Linked DNA regions of Hordeum vulgare: regions 2 and 3 are each linked to region 1. The links are chromatin contacts, called in public Hi-C maps. All regions are on one chromosome and are shown on one strand. The core of a region is the stretch at or near the end of the contact, and the rest is flanking DNA. Distances in the headings are between cores, read along the strand shown. Region 1 holds the start of LOC123444270 (calcium-dependent protein kinase 2). Region 2 holds the start of LOC123444171 (histone-lysine N-methyltransferase, H3 lysine-9 specific SUVH1-like). Region 3 holds the start of LOC123444215 (F-box protein At5g46170-like).

Region 1 (4,181 bases), core at 1,240-3,739:
ACTTTCAGAGACAAAGAGGTTGCTACTAGGATAACAGTGGGTTCATAGCTTCAGAGATTAGACGATAATAATATCCTACATAGATAGTATACTGATTGCTCAAACAGGCGTTTCCACTACTGCAACACCCACACAGAGGTGCATTGAAAAACTTAAGTTTTCAGATGAACTATGCTGAATCCCCAAAATCAACTGCTCTTCTGACTCTTCAGATCTATCAACCCATATGCCCCTTGTCTGTCCCTGGATATTTTCAACTCCTTCCTCCGACGGTTCCTTCGCTCACTTCTAGTTGATTTTTTCTTGGCACCTGTTTCTTCTTCTTCACTTGTTAACTTGCCCTTCTCTGGCTTTCCAGAACTAGGGTGCTCCTCGGACCTGGATTCCTTGCCAGTCTTGATCTTCTTGCTCTTCGACTTTGTCTTGGCATCAACATCTTCTTCTTCATCTGTCAACTTGTCTTCCTCTGGCTTTTCAGAACCAGGGCCATCCTCAGACCTGGATCTCTTGCCGGTCTTGAGCTTCTTGCGTTTCAACTTCATGTCACCATCTGTTTCTTCTTGTTCACTTGTTGGCTTATCTTTCTGTGGCCTCTCAGAACTAGGGCCTTCTCCAGACTTAGATTTCTTGTGAGCTTTGACCTTCTTGCCTTCTATCTTCTGTCCTCCAAGGATCAAATCTTTGCTCAGCTTCTTATGATGAGTCACGCGCCATTCGTCCTCCCTATATGGCGCTAGCTTCTTCATGGATACATATTGGTTCAGATCCCTGTCATCTGATTGCAATATCTCGTACGTCTCCAGGCCAAAACTGTTTGGCTGAACTTGCCTGTACTTGAACCGTGTCTTCAGATCTCCAATGGTGTCCTCATAGTCGAGCTTATAATACTCGTCAAGCTCCTTCTCAAGCTCCACCTTGTCCTTGAGAGAGATCTTCCCCTTCCTTTTCTCGCCTTCCTCCTCACCATTTGCAAGCTCCTTATTTTTCTTCTCCTTTTTCTTCTTCTTCTTCTCACCAGTGGAAGTAGACCCTTCTTTACCATCAAGAGACCAATCTTTAGGTAGCCCAAGCAATTCATCTTCCTTGTCAAAATCAGGTTTAACCAAATCCAAATCATCTCCACTTCCAAACTCAGGATCAACCTCATCAGCACCATAGTAGTTTTCATCAAACATCTCCTGCATTTTCCTGTCATAATCCTCTGGATCAAAATCTTCCTCCAAGTCATCTGCACCAAGCTTACAAGCAGCTTCCCCTTCAATTCCAGCAATCATCCGGATTTTCTCAAGCTTCTCAGCAATCTCTTTCTTCTTCAAATTCTTGAGATGCTTCAGCTCCTCAGCCTGCTCCTGCTTGGCTCGTGCAAGCCGTTCCTCCTTGCTCTTGCGCTGCTTCTTTCTGCTGCTCTCCTTCTTCCTCACCGATCCCTCAACAACCCGGGGATGTCCCATTACCCGATCAGTCACCACTCCCTCTGAAGCTTCCACCTCCTCATGCCGGAAATTATATTTTCCCACCTTATTATATGTCTCCTCATAGTCCTCCTGCCTTTCGATCTCAACCTCTTCCTCTGATACCTCCTGGATATCATCCAGCGAGAACTTGTCGGGCACTGGTTCAAGGTAGGGCCTATTGAGGATGTAATTCTTCAAAAACTTCTCATTGTCATCCAGCTTCTCATCATCCCCAAAAACCTCACCCAACAGCTCTTCAGTTTGCTTCTCATCTTCATCCTCTTGGCTGTCGTCACCATCTCCGTCGGCCTGCTTGGCCATGAACAGATCGTCGTCCTCCTCGCCATCACCATCGCCCAATGCCTTCTTCTCCGCCTCAAGGAACTCCTTGAGCCCCTCCCTCTGGCGCTCGTCGTACGCAATCCTGTCATACTTGCTGCCGCGGCCAGTCTGCGCGGCGAACTCGGGGCCCTCCTCGAGCAGGTGCTGGGCGTTGACGTCCTTGAGGTACAGTGGGCGCTCCTTCTTGGCCTTCTTCCCCTCCTTGGGCTCCCCCTCGGCGTCGTCGTCCTCGTCCTCCGACGAGGACGAGTACACCTTGGCGTCCTTGTCGAAGATGGCGCTGTCGCCGGTGCGGATGCGGCGGATGACCTGGAGCACGCGGCGGTCGACGCGGCGGGAGGCTGCGGCGACGGCCTCGTCCTCATCCGACTCGTCGTCGTCGTCGTCGTCGGGGTCGGCGACGAGGCCCTTCTTCTTCTGCTCCTCGAGGCGATGCAGCGCCTCGCGCCGCTTGTTGTGCTCGTATTTGCGCGCGTACTCCTCGTTGATCTGGATCTTCGAGTTGTCCTCGGCGGGGACATCCGAGTCGTCGTCGGAGCCCGCGAGGATGTCCAGCGCCTTCCCCTTCCCCCTCATCTCCTCCGGCGACGGCTTGACTGCTGCTGCGGCGTGTGGCGGCGGCGGCGCTGCTCGTGCTAGGGTTTTTGCGACTGGAGAGTTGGAGACACACCACGTACGGGCTACGGATCAGCCAGCGCCATTTTTACGATCGTAGCAGACTGGCAGGACAGGCCCACCTCGTCAGCTCTACGCAACGGCCCATTGGGTTCATATCCGGCCCATGCAGGCCCAGTCCAGCCCAGCTCCGTCCCGGCAGTTTCAACCCCGCAGGCCGCAGCCGCACCTATATAGCCCCTGTCTCTAAACCCTAGCGAGCCCTCCATTTGCGTCTGCGCCGCCGCCTCCCCCGAAGCCATCCGCATCCCCACGCTCGCTCGCCGCGGCCGCCCGACGCGATGGCTCCCACCAAGAAGGCGGTACGAACCCTAATCGATCCCCGTCCGCCGCCACTCCTCCCATTTCGGCTCGATTTGTTCCTCTCCTTCCGGGAGATCTTCTCACTGATTTGCTTTTCAATCCATTGGGCGCGCTCTGCAGAAGAAGAGCGGGGAGAACATCAACAACAAGCTGCAGCTGGTGATGAAGAGCGGCAAGTACACGCTCGGCTACAAGACCGTCCTCAAGACGCTCCGCAGCTCCAAGGGTATAGACAGATCGGCTCTTCTCTTTTAACGGCTTTTTTTTGTCACTGTTGAATGATGCTTCGCTGTGGCTGATCTGCTGGTTCGTTACTTCTATGTATCTGATTGTCTAGAATAATTTGGGTTACGGTCTGTGTTAATTCCGAGATGCGTGATTACCTTGTGTAGAACGAAGTGGTAGTTAATTTATGTTTTGTGTCTATCAATTACTTGATGTACTCGGTGAAGTGTTGAGACTATTAGTTCCTATACTAGATATTCGGGACTGAAGTTTACCTCATTGGCTTGCTTTTGCTGTGCCTCGGAGATGAATACAGCGCCCTAGAACAAGTCACCTCCTAATTTGGACTTCTATGAGACCTCTTTAATGTCTAGTGGACCATGGAATGTTGAAATATTTTGGTTTGCTGGTACCAGTTTATACCTTGAGCCTTTTGTTGATAGATGCCGTAGTTTTTAGTTTGTAGGATGGGACTGAAGTTTACCTCATTCTGATCAATTTAGTTTGTAGGATGGGACTGAAGTTTACCTCGTTGGCTTGCTTTGGCTGTGCCTTAGAGATGAATACAGGGCCCTAGAACAAGCCAGCTCCTAATTTAGATTCTACACGACCTCTTTAATGTCTAGTGGATAGTGGGAGGATGAAATATTTATGTTTGTTGATAGCAGTTTTACTGCAGTTTGTCTTGTTGGCTTCACTTCTGTGTGCCTAAGAGGTAAATGCATTGTACGACAGCAATTACATCCTTGTTAGGTGTTTTGAATTGTTAAATTGATGCAGCAAGATGGAATTGCTTGCCATTTAGGTAATTCATAGGTATTTCTATAATTCTATTCCAGTGGTTCGTGCTTTCCTAATGATTTTTACTGTAATTTGTTATGTTAGAATATTGGATTGTAGAACGGGACTGAAATTTGGCTCCTTGGCATCTTTTGCCGCCATGGAGATGAATGCAGTGCCCTAGAATCATGTCAGCCTCTCTTTTAAAACTTATCCAAGATCTCCTTATCTGGGGTACAATGGGAGGATGCAATATTTTTTGTTATTTGCTGCAGAAGTTCTCTATTGTTTGATTGAAGTAGTTACATGGAATCACTCTGGGGCTCTGCCCTGTCATGGCATTGCTATATTTGTTGCGTACATAATATTTCTGGATGTTTGATCTATTGGTCACCTGTTTAC
Region 2 (4,181 bases), core at 881-3,380, 450 kb after region 1:
AAGCTTCTGGTCGTGCCTCTCCTCGGTAATCCTACTGTTACCCCCTGAACCACTGTACACCAGCGTGTCTGTGTCATCATCATCATTCTCATAACCACCTGCCGCGACAATACATATTGCTACAGAATCCTCGCCATTTCCAAATTTAGCACTCATGTAATCAATGCCACCCATGCTTGGCGCGTGCAACCCGATGATGCATAGCTCCATCCTGAAATAGAAAATATCGCCTATTTCAACACCAGGAGCAGTCCCTACCCTCTTTCCCGCATTGGCCCTGATTTCACTGGCCATCATGATAGCGCCAGCTTTCAGGTCTGCACGTCTGCTAACGTCTTGCGTTTCATCCATCTGAAGATGTCTACGCCTGAGCGCCTCAAAGGTCATATGAACTGCTTCCACAGCCTCCCTAGGAGTACTATATGAAGTTGGCAGAAAAGCGAGCAGCTTGCCGGCAACATGATTCTTGTAGATAGGCTTAGGGTGCTTGAACTTAACTCCATTTGAGCCATCAGCAGCCAAATCAGCTGGCCTCTTAGCCTTGCGTTCAGATGCCGAAGTCTGAGCAACCGAATAAGGTTCATCGTCATCATTAAGTGGTGTAACTCCAGATGGTCTCGTCTTGTATGCTGAGACAGGTGTAACATCAATGGGCACATTAGCACTTGTGCCTGCAGGCGAAAAAGTATTCGCAGTAGCACTGAAGGAGGCGAATGGTCCAAAGGCAGGAAGGCTCCCAGCACCAAATCCTGTAGGAAACTGGCCAACCGGAGTCACAACGACCAACGGTGGCGTGCTTGACTGGTTAATGTTGACTCCCATGGGTGCAGGGAACATTGGAGCTAAAGACCTTAATGGCTTGGCATCCAGAAGCTCCTGATTAGGGCCAGGCATGAAATTCCTAGCCCTGTCCATGTTAAATCAACCAAAAATTCCTGCACAAGGAAGGAAAAACCTTAGCGGACTATACAGTAACAAAATCATAGAGGAGTAAGCAGCGCTTAGTGAATCCTGAAGCATGGTTGCACCCTTGGAAAAGTACCGCATGCGACTACAACCAGCATGAAAGTAAAACACCAAGCTAAAATCTTGCCTGCTTTTGTTACTCCTTTGATCTTCTCCAAACCAAATCAGAAACCACCTATAGTGAATCTAGAAGAATTGATGGGTGCCTTTGAGGACTACATTGGACAATTGCAGTTATCAACTAGATGAAGCATTTCCTTCTCAGCACTAAACAAGACGTAGCATTGAACCATTGTTACCAGGGTAAAACAGTACTAGCATATATCAGTAGCATTGATAAGCACCTTTCAAAGGTTCTAGACCGAGTTTTAGAGGTTGGAAATCTGGCTTTGTTGCAGATGCTACCTTTCTTAGGCATAGGGTGAAGAAACAGCTAGTTACCCGTCTGTCATTATGGATTGGCAGACTGTTGAAAAACTGTTTCCTTTTTCCTAGCCGATGTAAACAGTTGGTTGTAACTATTTATCTGTTTAGTAACGAAAATGGATGTACAGGTAGCATTGGCAAAGTAGTGCATTTGAAGAACCGAATTTTGATTCAAATCAGTCCACCTATCTAAAAGCAATGGTTTCATCTAGATACAAATAAATATATAGCGCAAAAAACTTCCACTTGGTATCTGCATTCTACTCCATAAACTTGTACGAACCGAGCACAGAGTTGCAATCCAAAAACTTGCGTCGACGCCCATGGCCAACAAAACATTTCTTATTTATTTACAGAGGTCCATCGGAACGGAGGGGGGGGGGGGGGGGGGGGGGGGGGGGGGGGGAGAAAGCGCTATTCGGCCCGACGGGGAGGCCCCGACCTTCGAACGGGGAGATGATAAGAAAAAAAGATGTTCCGGTTCGCGAGGCCGCGCGGAGTCCACGCCCCCCAAAATCGAGAAATGTGCGCGGCCGTGCGGGCATGCATGCGTCGGGAGGGGGAGGGGGGAGACGAGGGTACCTGCGCGGAGCGGGAAGCCGCCTCCGGGGGGACGAAGGAAGGGAGCCTGGCCGGCGCCGAAGCCGAGGCCGACAGCGAGCGATCTCTCCGACGGCGGGTCGGTCGAAGCGGCGCCCAGTGTCCCTGTGTGGGAGTGGGTTTAATCTGATTCTGGGGCTCCTCTCTGGTCCGGGCTCGGGGGTCATGCCGCGGATCCGACGGCCGAGGACGGCCCCCGCCTGCGCGTGGCGGCGTGGGCCCAGCGCCACCACCTGGCACCGCGAGGAAGAGAGAGAGAGACCGGAGTCGCGCGGGGTCCGAGGTAGGGAAGTGGTGGGTGGGTGGGTGGGTCTCGGCGCTTTCTCGGTCTTGTTTTCTTGCAGGATATGGTACCGAGGAAAAGGGGCCTTCTGGCACGTGGGGTCTCTCTCGCCCAACAAAAAACTTGGCATGACCTATGCAAGGGCATGACCAGAATTTTGGCAAGTTGTTGTTGTTTGGATCGTGGCCATTAAAATTCACTAAAATTTTGGCAGAAGTGACCTTTGTTTGGTTTGTCACCTGCTGGCATAATGACTATATACTCAAGAATATTTGAGGAAATATTTAGTTGCATCTATCTCGTACTCACTCTGTATCTAAATATTTATAGTCGAAAATTCCCCTCAACTATAAGTATTTAAGCACAGGAAAAGTACAATCGATTAGAAGGTAACCTGAAAAAATAGATGTGGTCAATCAGGAAAAAAGAAAGTTGCCAAAAGAATCACACGCCAGCCCTTGGGGCGTTTAATCTTGCACAGCACCATACAACAGGTCTACTTTTTCAAGGATATATAAGTTGCATGCAGCTTTTAGGCCCTGTTTGGAACCATAATAGATTATGATAATCTGGATTATGAACATAGATTATATAATCTGGTTTATAAAAATAATTCAGGTGGGTATGTTTGGAGGCCAGATTATATAAACTGTAAACCAGCTTTTAAATTATACAATGACATGTTTGCCCTTTGTTTACAAGGAAAAATAGAAAAGTGGCTGTGGCACTGCGTAATTCTCTTGAAGTTTACAAGGGTAACACGTCATTTGTAATCCATAATCTTATTTTAGCTGGGGTAGAGCAGATTATGAGATTATAATAATCTGGTCATCTAGTTTATAAAAACTACAATATAAACTGTCCTGTTTGAAAATACAATAGATTATAAAAACCAGATTATATAATCTGGGTGGTTCCAAACAAGGTCTTAATCACCCCGGACCCACGTATATTTTTGAATGAGGAGCGCCGGTGCCCTGTGATTTGTTACAACTAACATAATCAATTCTTCCTAAGAAAACATAATCAGTGGAGCTAAGTCTGCATATCCCAGCAGAACTCGAGTTGACGATGGCAGCACCAGATTTGGCAAATATGATCAAGCAGGGCAGATTACTTTCCTTCCCGACTGTAAAGACATTAGACATTAGACCCTGACTATTAGAGATCGCAATCCATCTAGCTGATTGTTTTCAAACCTCCGATGGTAGGATTGATATACCACATTCCCAGGGATTTGAAAGGGGTGGCTCGCAACCGTGCCCAACAGAGTATGAAGCAGAGTTTGAACGGCAGTCCTTCCTTTAACTCTTGTAATTCAGCTCATGGTGCTTCTCAGTGTCCTATGCTTTCAAATCTAGGAAACTTCTACGAGGGTTTCAAAATCATATCCGTTCTTTGAAAGTAATCAAGGCGCGCTGACCCTGAGACAAAAACAAACATAGGCGGCAGCTAAATTAAAAGACACAGGATTTCCAACACGGTCTGCGTTTATGCCTGGGCGACACATCTTGGAGGGTGTGGTCGTCTTGCATGAAACGCTTCATGAAATTCACACAAAGAAATTAGATGGGGTTATCTTTAAAGTGGATTTCGAAAAAGCTTATGATAAAGTTAAGTAGTCTTTTTTTCGACAAGCCCTACGTATGAAAGGGTTTAATGAAAAGTGGAGACAGCAGGTTGACACTTTCATTCATAAAGGGAGTGTTGGAGTTAAAGTTAATGACGGCATTGCTCCCTTCTTTCAAACCCATAAGGGGTTAAGACAGGGTGATTCAATGTCTCCAGTATTGTTTAATATAGTAGCAGGTATGTTGACAATACTCATTGAAAGAGCCAAAGAGAAAGGCCAAATAGGTGGTCTCATTCCACATCTGGTAGATGGAGGTGTGTCCATTTTATAATA
Region 3 (4,181 bases), core at 960-3,459, 290 kb after region 1:
TGAGCAAATTATTGCTGTAACCTCACAAGGATGGATACAGCACGTTCACATCTTCTGAAGCATTCTTGTAAGATAAGATATTCCACTGCCAACTTATTTTTGTGTCCTTTTTTAGATAATGGTTGACGTGTTCTTACTAACTGGATCATGATCCGAATTAAAGGTATGAGTTAAGTCTGTCTGCATCTTGTCATTAATGGCACGGCCAAGGATAATTGACTAGTGATAATTAATCTGACATTGCAATTGTTTTTACCAACGTAGTAGTACTTCACGAGCTAGATGAAGATGAGTAGAACTATATCCATGCAACCCAAAGGAGATGAGAGTAGGCGAGTAGCAGTAAACTAACTTATTAGCAAAGTCAACTTCAGGAAAGCATCGTCACAACTATAACTACAGGATCAAAATAAGGAAAGCATCCTCACAACTGTAACTACAGTATCAAAGTGAACACGCAAATCAAAATCAGGTGGCAGCTGTTCCCCTGCACGAATTTGCCAGTCAGCATCAGATTAGTCGTTTTCATTTCTTAATCCGAGACGGATAACATGTACCTGGAAGAAGAGTCTGGTCTCTATTAATGCCGCCTCGTGCTTCCTTGTATGAAACTGCTGTATATAGGTTTGGACCAGATTTCCTGGAAGCATAAGACAAGTTGTGAGGGAATTATTTTACCCCTGTAGTGGCACAAACACAAGCTCAAGCCAGTGATTGAATCTGAATCTGAAGCTCCCATACAGACACAATGGATAAATATACAAAGGGCAACCAACACTACATGTGGTTTCTCAGTCGCACAGGTCTTTTTACTTGATGTGGTTTGGCTAAGAAAAGGTAGAGGCGGAAAATGGCAAAATGCACATTGGGTTTTTAGGCATCTCATCTGGCAGAAGCAAAAATATAGACTGGTAAGGGTAAAAAGATCAGCTTTGCATTAATTAGAATGAAAAACACCAGGGAGGGGAGCGATGAGAAAATGTAGTAATTCGATATGATTTTTATATAACCAACCAAATGTCACCACCACTGTACAAAGAGCTAGTAACACACCAGACAACAAAGCACAGACTATTACACAGAACAGAAGTTAAAGCAGTGCAAGCAGATTCCCAGGAAGAACTCGGGGGATATCTAGAAGCCATTCATCTCCAGAAGGTATGTGCGCCTCTTCATCAGCGCCTTGGCAGCAAATTTGAACGGCCCATCAAATGCTCCAGAGATAAACGCGTCCGTTTCCTTGCGGCTGATATGGCCGCAATTGCTTCCCTCGGTGGAGGGCTTGATAGCAACTAGTGTGGCTCCCTGCAGCGCAATTCCTCCGGGCAGCTCAAGATATGGAGCATATTTGAGCTTCATGTTGCAGGCTGGGACATGGGTTCTGTTGGAGCATGCTGAGGCAGACAACTGGTTCTCTCTGAAGTCCTTGAGCTGCTCTGCTCCCATGGTGAGCGTGCCCTGGCCATCAGCATCGGTGAGCACCAGGCTCACAAGCGTGGGGTGTTCCTTGATGATTGACCGGAGAAGATAATGCCTCGTTGATGCTGCAATCAGGGAGCTGATTGTCCACACGACACGGAGCTTGAGCCCGCCATTGGTATAGAAAGACTCCGGCATGCTCCCGTTGTCCTCCGAGGATGGCTCGTGCTCTGCACCAACAGGCTTGCGGTCAACCCTGGTGCCCCCGAGGATGACACAGTTCTGGAGCGTGCTCCCGTACTCCGCCCGCCATTTCAGGAGCACCCCATCCTCAGTCCCGACATCCCCAGAAGGGAGCTCGATATGAAGGTTGCGTACGTGGGTGAAGCTCCGGAGCACCTGCGCCGGCGAGTGGTGCGCGAGCTGCGGGAAGAGCGGTCGCCCGGCGCCGCGCGCGTTGTGGAACGGCTTGATGATTGTGAAGAGCATCAGCTTGAGGAAGTGCGAGAGGATGTTCCGGGGCTTGGGCGACGACAGGTTGAGGGGGTCCTCGGCGTCGCCGTCGACGGCCACGACGTGGTCGATCTTGACGCAGACGTCGTGGACGAGCGGGACGAGCCCGTTGAAGCGCTTGGACGCGGCGGAGCAGCGGCCGAGGGAGCGCACGTCCTCCACCTTGTTGAGGATGAGCAGGACGATGGAATCCGGCAGGCAGTCGAAGCGGTCGTCCTCGAGCTCCAGCGCCGGGTCCGCGTGGATTCGGGCCTTGGGAAGCATCGCAGGGCCGGAGGGTCACGCCTTCTGCGCCGCCCGCCCAGCGGAAGAAAGAAACAGCACCGAGGTCGCCGGAGATGCCGAGAACAGGCCGCTCAACCTCGGTTCGCGCAATGGCAGCAACGGACCGCCAAATCCACCAACGGGGGCGAAACCTGAAGGAAACGAGACCAGGAACACCTCTAGTAAGAACGCAGACGAGAATGAAATGTCTCAAGGGATTAAAAGCAGCATGCGCCCTGAAACGAAGAACTGAGCAAGCCGAATCCACAACGGCACATACCTCGGTGGCGCCGGTCAGCACGGCCACGGCAGCCGCGCGCGGACCAACCAGCCGAGGCGAGCGAATCGAGCCCGAAGAGGAAGATACAATCGCCCAGAGCCCGCCCTCGCCGCCGGATCCGACGCCGTCGAGCACCTGGCGTGCAACCCGGCCAGGGAGGGACAGCCCGAGAAAGCCTCTCCCCGCCGCAATTCGACCGCAGCGCAGCTCCTCCGGCGAGCCGGCGCGCCCGCCAGCGAGCTCCGATTCGGCGGGTTCCCGGCGCCAATCCGGCGAGACCGGACTAGGGTTTATCGGAGGCGAGAAGGATTGGGGATATTTCCTCCCGGCGGCGGTTTTTTTTTTTCTTCCCTTGCCTCGTGCGGTCGCAGAGGAACGGCGAGGGGTGTGCTTCTGCTCTCCGGCACCACTCGACGGAGGGCGGCTTTTAATATCGCCCCGGACAGGAGGACGGAGGCGGTGGCGCCGTCAACACGTAACGGCTCCCCGCTGTTAAGCGGCGGCGGAGGTGGCGCGCGCGCCGTTTGGTTAAATCGGTAACGGCGGGGAGGGCCGTTGCCACCGCTCCACGTCAGCGGGGGGGAGGCGAGGGTTGGCGAGGGTGATGTAGCGAACGTTCGCTGCCAAGGATGACATCTGCGAACGCTTTTTATGCTGGTTCTTCGTAACACGAGTTTAAACAGAAAAAGGATCATTTCGAAGAACGCATGCCAGTTTCTGGCAACAAAAGATTTTGCTGTGAAAACTGTCGTGGGTTCGTTTGCGGGAGTTGCCCTGCTCCCGCCACTAAAATCGACGCGAAAAACCTCGTTTTGTCATGCGGCTCCAGCTGATGTTCGCTGGATAGCATTGATGTTTACATAAACATGTTATAAATGCTCACGCACCCATGATCACCTTCGAGACACTAAGCTGACAAATTGTTCCTGCGCCCGTGCATAACTTATATGCATATCATGTAAGTACTGAATTGCGAGATTTCCAACCAGCCATATGAGAAAGCTAAACTTTGGGCTTTCACGGTATAACCTCATGTGCTATTACTCCGATAATATTAGCGCACAAATGCCACCGTTTCAGCCTCCATGTCTTGCAAAGCTTTGAAATGGCCTCCTCAAGCATCTCCTTCTCGACTGAAAAGAAAAAAAGAGCTGTCCCTGCTAGGGCCAACGTCAAGCTCTGCCACTGCTCACACGACCAACATATCTCAATAACGCTCGGATTTTTTTATTTTTTTTACGGCAGCTCTTCTTGTTGACTGGTAGTACGTAGTATTCTCTCCGTTCCAAATTAACTGTCTTAACTTTATACTTCCTCCGTCCCAAAATAAGTGTCTTAAGCTTAGTATAATTTTATATTAAAGCTAGTATAAAGATGAGACAATTATTTTTGGACGGATGGAGTACTATCTTTAATAGTACAGAGTTATACTAAGTTTAAAACACTTATTTTAAAACATAGTGAGTACATAGTAGAGTTGATTTAGCATGCGTGGGATGCCGCCGTTTGATCTGACGGCGAGGCAGGACAAAAGACGAGAGAGCCGTGACACACAAGACGCAACAAAACTATGAGAAGATGAATGTGAACCCGATGATCCAAAGGAATAACAACGAGGAGAAGACAAACGCCACGGCCAGGGGGGTGAAGCTCCATTTGCATCGAGGCCGGTCGAAACCAAGGAAAAGATCAGCAGCACGGAAAA

The links. A called contact is a pair of places that touch in the nucleus more often than the background predicts.
Region 2: a contact with region 1 is called in a Hi-C map of seedling, with 4 times the contacts expected there. The contact joins the promoter of LOC123444171 here to the promoter of LOC123444270 in region 1. A contact is called at or near these places in 1 of 6 Hi-C or Micro-C datasets (seedling) and 1 of 1 datasets of contacts at active chromatin or transcription factors (embryo).
Region 3: a Hi-C map of leaf shows a contact between it and region 1, with 5 times the contacts expected there. The contact joins the promoter of LOC123444215 here to the promoter of LOC123444270 in region 1. A contact is called at or near these places in 4 of 6 Hi-C or Micro-C datasets (leaf and seedling) and 1 of 1 datasets of contacts at active chromatin or transcription factors (embryo).

The regions. Positions count from the first base shown.
Region 1 is chr1H:449,209,937-449,214,117 of MorexV3_pseudomolecules_assembly, reverse strand. LOC123444270 (calcium-dependent protein kinase 2) reads right to left here and starts at 2,489. Exons shown (of 8, transcript XM_045120951.1): 1 at 708-2,489. The coding sequence starts at 2,372. It overlaps LOC123444263 (60S ribosomal protein L30), which reads left to right and starts at 2,663. Exons shown (of 5, transcript XM_045120940.1): 1 at 2,663-2,773; 2 at 2,895-3,000. The coding sequence starts at 2,753.
Region 2 is chr1H:448,761,696-448,765,876 of MorexV3_pseudomolecules_assembly, reverse strand. It overlaps LOC123444171 (histone-lysine N-methyltransferase, H3 lysine-9 specific SUVH1-like), which reads right to left and starts at 2,130. Exons shown (of 3, transcript XM_045120810.1): 1 at 1,975-2,130; 2 at 1-935. The coding sequence starts at 915.
Region 3 is chr1H:448,916,182-448,920,362 of MorexV3_pseudomolecules_assembly, reverse strand. LOC123444215 (F-box protein At5g46170-like) reads right to left here and starts at 2,209. Exons shown (of 1, transcript XM_045120872.1): 1 at 973-2,209. The coding sequence starts at 2,196. The coding sequence ends at 1,135.